2 separate regions of the Xenopus laevis genome follow, and region 1 is linked to region 2. A link is a contact called in public Hi-C data. All regions are on one chromosome and are shown on one strand. Each heading gives the region's core, a stretch centred on a gene start, on an enhancer-like site or on the middle of the called end of the contact. The rest is flanking DNA. Distances are from core to core; before and after follow the strand shown.

Region 1 (3,936 bases), core at 1,309-3,808, 84 kb before region 2:
ATCTGGACTATATGACCATTTTAAAAGGGGTGCCTTGTTCTTTTACAAAAATATATCAAAACATCTTTTTATTGAGAGATGGTCTTGTTGGGTTCGGATTAGGGCGGAAAATAAACACAGGAGTTACAAACAAAAAACCCTCCAGGAACAGTGTTGAAATTTTGGGGAATCCAAAGAATGCACAACTCATTTAGGTGATGTGTCTTTAAATAGTATAAATCTGGCTTCATTTAGTTTACTGTGTTGTAATAACAAAGACCTCCTCCTTCTTTGTTAACCGCAAACAACAAACTGGGTAAGGATCTAATGGAAAAAATGTGTGTCTGTCATGTTTTGTAATGTTTTCCCAATCCTGCAGTTGTATCAATTAAACTTGGCACGTGGGCATTTTGTGCGCGGCTGATGACAAAACATGAAGTGCGCAAACTGGAAGCAACAGATATGGGCATAATGGTGCAACAAACATGACTGTTACTTGCAAGTCAGTTGTGCCTTTAACTGTTTAAGACCTCTACAGTCCCAGCACTTAGACCACACTAAGTCCTGTTGCACTTGGGGTGAATATTCCATTGGCGCTATTTTAAGCTGCCAACGCACCCAAATGCACCAATGTGGCCTATCATTTATTTAAATGAAAAACTGCCTGTCTCTGCTATTGGGATTTGGCCAAAAACCCTACATTTGACCTGAAAAGCACCACAGGAGAAACTATGCCTTGTGTGCCATAGGCCTTAGAAAATTGTCACAACTAATTGTACTAAACAAACACCTGCTTCTTGAAATGGGTTGCTTTGCATTGACTTTAAATGTTGGGGAAAATGCCAGCCAGTGCTCTCATGATGCGTACTGCCAATAACACAGTGCAGATTGAAAAATGAAAATTAAGAAGTTTGGGGGCAAAATCCTTCCTTGTGCTTTGTAAGTAAAACAAGCAGTACTGGGCAGAAACTAGCATTCCCCCATTGGTGGAGGATCCCTAATGTGTGTCATTAGCCTTGTACTATCAGAGCATACTTATTAAGTGTAGTGCCGTGGGTCACCTAGCACAGGTAACTATCACCCAAAATGGCGTACTGTAGTATTTTCCATAATAATTACTCATACCATAGGCTCACGACTATTTCCAGTTAGGGCAAAGGGAAACCAGCAGGCTAGCAAATAGGGAAAATGCAGTGTTGAACTGGCCCACCTGGTGGGCCCAAGTATCAGTCGGCCCTCATGCTACTATTGACATTTGGCCTATTTCATGGCCATTCCCTTTTTCTATGAGAACAAAGAGGCTAACTAGGTGGAATAATAGATGATAGTATGTAAAGAAAAGAGACTAGGAGAATAGAGGTTGAGTGAGGAGAGGAAGAAAAATACTGAGAGTGAGCGCCTGGTCTAGGCTTTTTGGTGGGCCCCTGGTCTGAGGTTTTTGGGTGGGCTCTTGGTGTCTCAGTCCGACACTGGGAATATGTGACATTGCCCTAAACAGCAACACAGAAAGCCTGGGATGCTTTTCTCTAGATTCTAACAGGCCCTTTATTGTTACCTGCAGATTTTACAAATGCTGTACTTGAAGTTTGTCCCTTATGAATCAATGTGTATTAAGAGCCTGCTACATGTTGATCCGAAACAGTAACATAGTTTAGCTTTTGTTTAGACGCAGCTCATCTCTGTAGTCGTAAAAACTAGAATATACTGTTGATAGATGATAGATATGGGTTTTTGACATGGCAAGAGTACATAAATGCTGTGAGCAGGGTTTGTGTGACTTATTGGCAGGGTTTTTTGAATACTACAACATGACTGGTGTGTGTCTCCACCCCCTGCCCACGTGACCAATGTGTTAATAACTGGGGTCCCCTGGGTGAGTGCTCTGCTAAGTTAGTATTATGGAGCCCTAGATGTTGGCCCTGTTAGTGTGTACAGTTATGAGAATTAACTAATGTTGTATGGAGCAGCCCAATATGGTCTCTTGTGTTTGATATTCGTGGCTTTTGATCATGACTGGGTGTTCTTTATTGGGAATAACACTGAGCTATGAAAGCTGTACGTGAAGCTGTGTATGCGAATGGCCAATGCGGCCACCTGTACCACGCGCAGACTTGCCTCAGAGGTCCCTTCAGGGATCACGTGCCAACAGAGAGAGCGCGCGATTAGGAAAAGCTAGGTTGCAAGTCATCCCCCAAATCGGGCTTTTTGTACTTCAACCAGCGAATAGAATTTGAAGATGCCATTAGGCAAGTGCGCCCTACGATCTGTGTTATTACAGGCCAGTCCATCTCTATCGCTGTCAGATTACAGGACGTCTGAGGTGTAACAGTGCAAACCTGTGTCCGTATAGTTCAACTACCTGTAGCTTCTCAGCTATTTTTCCCAGTAGAGAAGTTCCTATAAGTCCGTGCAAGGGACACCCCCTGCCGGCTTCTCGCTCTACACCTCTGGCTGTTCTTGGGATTCCTTTAATAATGGTATGCGCAGCATGTGGTGCGTCACGGGAGGCGGGGCTAAGACTTGTCTGCCTGAGGTTACCGGCGGGAGAGGGAAGCGAGTGCGGAGAGATAGGGAGGGGGCATAGGAGAGACACAGAAAGAATAAAACACGGGCGGGTGGGGGGAGTTGGAATATGACAGGGAGGGGGAGATTAAAAAGCAGCAGCATGAGGAGGAGTAGGGAGGCAGGGTGAAATATGAAAGGAGGGTGCGGGAGAGATAAAGGGAGGAGAGCGGTCGGGCAGTGTATATATAAGAGAGTTGCGAGCTCCAGAGCAGACAGGGGACCAGGGATAAGACGAGCAGCCGGTGCAGCCAGGGATATCGGTAGCTGCTTATTGCGATTTGTGTCTCATCTGACTCCGCTTGTGACAGCTCCACTCACTTTCCTCCTTGCTCTCTGGGAGCTGCCGACCCCACACAGGTGAGACTGGCACACAGAGGGAATTAGGGTCAGAGCCGGGCTGCTGGCAGGTACCCGAGTGTCTAATTATTATTATGATGATGTTATGGTATCGCAACAAATAGCAGCTTCTTTGCCTGTCACTGTGGCTGCTACAGGTGGGACCCCGGTGTAACGACTCATTCACTGTACTAGAGTGTGAGCCCCTTTGGGCAGGATCCTTCAATAGCTCCTGTTTGTATGTGTCAGTTTGTTCATTCCATGTATGTACAGCGCTACTGAATATGCAGGTGCATTACCTTCAAGTCAGAAATCCAAGTGCCGGTTATATGTGGCAGATGCAAATTCAGCCGGGTGCAGGCTTTTCAGACAAATCATTGGCTCCTGGTGTTGGTTTTGGCTGTTTCACCCCAGCCTGGCGTTATGATTTTTTTTGTTCTATTTACTTGCAAATAACACTCCTATGTTCAGTCTATTCCACCTGGTACTCGATCCCTGGAATAATTGTCTCTTGCCCAAAAGGAATAGCTGCAAACACAAGCTGCCGAAACTGAAGGCAACAGGTGGGTTGTTGTTATTATTATCTGTACAAACCCTGCTATCCTTGGCTGATCTCTCTGTGCAAACTCCCAAGCCTGCATCTGTCTGCTGCTCTATTCTGTCTGCTTTCCCTTGGCACAGCTGTCTGGGTGTTAATGGCAATATTGTCTGGGTATTCTAGGTGGATCTCGCTTGTTTGTTCAGCCTTGCGTGTGCAATAGGTGGGCTTCATACACGTGTCTGTGACTCATCATGCAGAATATGTCAAATTAATGTGTTTTACAGACAATTGCCCAGATAAGAAACCACATCTGATCCCTTGGCACCCAGGACATGATGGAAGGAGATCAGCTGTTATCGGTCTTGGTGTTGCCCTGCGATTGGAGTCATCAGCCACTTTCCACTCACTGCTCATTCAGAATGGAGGTAAATATTTTTCTCTTGGGTGGGTGGCATTTTCAAAGCTTAAACCACTGTACCACCGTACCCCCCGACAACCTACATGTTGATATATGA
Region 2 (4,355 bases), core at 1,114-3,613:
CCCAGTGCCTGGTTATGTGGTTACCTTATTATATAGTATAAAGGCCTCAAGTGCTAATAGGGGAGACATACTGTATCTGACTGTAGCTCAGCTGACCAACACATGATAAATTGGTCCCCTTAGAACAACATATGTCACCTATTAAACCACCACCTTGTGACTTATAGACACTCCAAGTTATTAGTTGAGGGTGTATGAAAATATGAGTGCTACCACATAACATCAGAGTAGGAGTTAGGGAGGTAAGGCATGCTGTGTTCCAGTGGTTTTGCTTTGCACTATCTGGTGGTTTCTGCTGCATTAGAAAATCACCTTTCCAGCACTCTAGAGTAGCTATAGGTTGACGTGGACACATATCTTGCCCAAACCAGCTTCGCCAATGGGATAAACAGATTATCTGCTACGCACTTAGATTCAATGACTAGGATGCGATATTTCTGGTACAGAAATTGTGTATTCTCGTTCGTTTGTTTTCCAGGCACCGAAATAGCTGGTCCTTTTTCGGAAATAGATGTAAAAGTTTCTGTAAAGTGTTTTGTATGTAAGCAATATTTCTTATAGACTTCTTCTTCACGTGAAAAGAAATATATATATTTTGTATTTATTTATTCATCAGAAGGCCTGGGAATGGACTAGATGTGTCATTGTCCCATAGATGTAAAAGGTTTTGAATAAATGGCTATTTTTAGAGATCTTCTTTGTAAATCAGTATTTCTGTTATCAACAAGATTGGAAAACCATGTTTTGTTTTTAAAAAAAATGCCTGTTTTGCTGATTTTGACTTATCTAGAGGATGTCGTCTGTTTGGAATTCCCAAATAAAGGTTCAAAACAAGTCTGGTATTTGTCATTTATCTACATTATATCATCACATAAGAGGGGTCATAAATACAAATCATACTGAATATGTGTTTATTTAGTCACTTACAATAGTGCAAAATCATGTCAGAAGGATTGCTGATATCATGTAAAGGAGAACGAAACCCTAAAAATTAATATGGTTAAAATTTCCATATTTTATAAACTGAGCTTATTGCACCAGCCTAAAGTTTCAGCTTGTCAATAGCAGCAATGATCCAGGACTTCAAACTTGTCACAGGGGGTCACCATCTTGGAAAGTGTCTGTGACACTCACATGCTCAGTGGGCTCAGAGCAGCTGTTGAGAAGCTAAGCTTAGGGGTTGTCACAAATTATCAAGCCGAAAATGAGGTTGGCCTGTCATATAAGCTGATGGTACAGGGCTGATTATTAAATTCTGATGCTAGTTGCACTGGTTTCTGAGCTGCCATGTAGAAATTATCTGTATTAATTACTAATCAGCCTTATAGTGTGACATTTATATTCTATGTGTACTGTATATTGTTAGTGGGTCCCTAAGCTCAGTAAGTGACAGCAGCACAGAGCATGTGCAGTGAAACAGCAGAAAAGAAGATGGGGAGCTACTGGGGCATCTTTGGAGACACAGATCTAGTTGCCTTGGGCTGGTACAGAAGCACAAAACAATGTACAACATCTCTACCTACTTCTTTAGTTCTCCTTTAAAAAGCCAATTACACCCAAAAAATAAAGTGCCCTAAAAGCAATTTCATATTAATGTTCACTTTGCCACCATTTCTAGAATATATATGTTTTTACTAACAAGTTACATCTAGATTTGAAACATCAGACAGATTAAAGATCATTATTCTGCACTGAATCTTTAAAGAAAATATTTTTTTTCCATGTATGGGGTACAAATAAATATTATTTCAGGTCAAAATCATTTTATTAAATTTTTTTGATGCTGGTTATTCAAATTGATAGTGGCATAGTGTATATATATTCCCACAACCTACTTCCCTTAATAAAATGTAGTGATGCAGAAATAACATTTTCTACTTCAACTCGTCTGCTGAAGACTTGCTGTGCCTGGCAACCATCTGGATCTATTGGGAGTATGTCCTCTCTTTATTATTGGTCTCCTCCTTACTCACTGCCTATCAAATCATGTGACAAAAGACTAGCGTTGCTTTCTGTAATTTGGCTGCAGGGTTGCTTCACAAGGAAACTACGGAAAACCGAAGCGATGGATTCATAGAACTACTAGGCTATGATCATGATCTTCCCTCTACCATATTTATATAGAGAATAATGTACCCCCTGTTGTAAGATATTGTTAGTCAGCAAGGAGATCCATGCCCCTATGAAGGCACAAGGCTTTAGGCTTCAAGTCCTTTTATACAGGTCATTAGAGTCCGACTGGGGCACACCGAGCATGACTTCAATCGCCTGGCTCCCCACCTCTGTTTGTCCCCATACATTTTACCTCCCTTTCCACCTATGATCAGGGAGATCGGATGGTCTGGGTGCTGGGCCTGAATCCGGGCAGTGGAGCTGGGTCAATGAGACCCATGAAGACTGGGGCCCGCTGGGTTTTTTCCCAGTGTCCCGCTGGACCAGTCCGACACTACAGGCCATTGTACTCCAAAGTAAGCCCAATATCCTTATAATTTACAACAGGGGACTAACTAACTAAGCACCAATTATAACGCATGACATCACCAAGCACCGTTGATAAGGAATTTACATGGCTCTTTTCAAATTCTTTTCATCAATTTTACCTTAAGCAAGCAGAATGTATAACAAGATACTTAAGCATATTTTCAAGGAAAAAAATAAACATTTTATATTCAAACTTTGCTATGAAAAACCTTTGACCTGTTTCTTTTCAAATATCTCTTTTCTCATCTCACAATAACTTTCTTACCAGGATTCAAATATGATAAATATAAAAAAAGTATTGTGAACAGGTATCAACATATCAACATAGTAGTTACATCTTCTTCAGACCACTCCTACCATGAACCTATGAATAAACTGTTTTTTGTTATCTTCTGGAATTCTAAATAATTTGACCATCTGTGTCTGAATTGTTTTCTTAAAGACTGAATACCTACCCTGTATCTTATAGCCTCATGTAGGCAGAGGTTATATAGTGAATAAACGACCCACTTTTGTAAAATATAAAGATATTATAAGTTCCATGACCGTATAAAAACACAGGTCATGGAACTCCAAGGTGACTTCTAATATCCTCATATTTTGCAGCAGGGGGTATTTTATTTATTATAATACACAAGTTTCATTGAGTCATGTGACAGGAATGACATCACTAAACTCAGATTATAACCCATGACATCACTAAGCATGACATTTGATATGATAAGCAAGGATATCTTGTGTAGATATAAGAGTAGGTCCTCCAACTTAAGGTCCCCATAGACGCAAAGATATTTCTTGCCAAACGACCGATTTTAGCGAAATCCGACCAATCCGTCAAATTATTGTGAAGTTAGTGGGAATCGAACGATCGTACTTCTTACGATTTTTCGTCCGACAACTGTCAGGAAATTGATCGGCCGGGTTAAAAATCTTTATTGGTCCCAGTGCAATGTATCTATGTTTGCAGGGCCAAGCAGGCAGCTACCCTTCAGTTTTACTGGCAATATCACCTGAAATGGTCTTTTTAGTTGATGGACACATCGTACCTTTAAACGATCATTTCGACATAATCGTGGTCTCACGATAACGAAAAGATCTTTTAAAATTCTTTACATCTATGGGCAGCTTTAGCGGCTTTTCCCCTTATCCAATATAAGTAAATTGATTTTCGAGTAGCTGGCATCTAAAGAAAGCTAAAATCTAGTAATTCACTCTGAAATGCATAAGGTAGGTTATTGTTTTCCAGAAGAAGAAATTCTTTGAGATCCAATAATGCAAACTGTGGGAGTAGTTCTATCTTTTTTCTTTTATAAACAACACAACCTGTTTCCATAATATTTTGATAGCTGGACATGACGATATACAGTATAATGGAAAATTTCCTCTTTATGATCCTTACATTTAGGACAAATCTATATCATTTGAGATCCAGGGATCCAGTGAAGTCATATGAATATTGACATGGCTCATGTTTGTTGTATAATACGAAGGCACAGCAGTAGACACCTGTGAATTATACACTCACATGCCATTGCCCTAATACTTATAATTATATAAAGCTCAAGAAGCACATTTTTGGGCTGATAATACTAGTACAGCTGCTATCACACATCAAGTAGGGAGATGGTTACTCCCCCACAGAGCTAACAATTATCACTTTCCAATTAGAACATTATTGTGGAGCCAATGCCTAAGAGAGATGGGACAGTTTCTGTAGCAGTCAGGAACATAAAAAATTCAGTTGTTATAAGGACTCTACACCCCCTTTTTTAACATTGGTTCAATGACCAGGGCTTCATTGACTGTGGGCAGTAGTCAAGGCATGGCCCCCACTGGTCTCTCTTAACTTCAGGATGAGGAGGAAAGATATGAAA

Evidence for each region. Hi-C and Micro-C count contacts between places; a contact is called where the count stands out from the background.
Region 1: a Hi-C map of the XTC cell line shows a contact between it and region 2, with 3 times the contacts expected there. The contact joins the promoter of cemip.L here to the enhancer-like site in region 2. A contact is called at or near these places in 2 of 4 Hi-C or Micro-C datasets (the XL177 cell line and the XTC cell line).

Annotation. Positions count from the first base shown.
Region 1 is chr3L:114,604,206-114,608,141 of Xenopus_laevis_v10.1, reverse strand. cemip.L (cell migration-inducing and hyaluronan-binding protein) reads left to right here and starts at 2,558. Exons shown (of 29, transcript XM_018253201.2): 1 at 2,558-2,901. LOC108711451 (cell surface hyaluronidase) reads left to right here. Exons shown (of 25, transcript XM_018253197.2): 4 at 3,706-3,846.
Region 2 is chr3L:114,519,524-114,523,878 of Xenopus_laevis_v10.1, reverse strand. cemip.L (cell migration-inducing and hyaluronan-binding protein) reads left to right here. Exons shown (of 29, transcript XM_018253201.2): 29 at 1-834. Among protein-coding and RNA genes, the nearest start is that of mesd.L, 12 kb to the right of the region's middle. Within about 2 kb of position 2,363, at least 1 of the 7 cell types and tissues checked has an H3K27ac peak or open chromatin away from gene starts, as enhancers often do.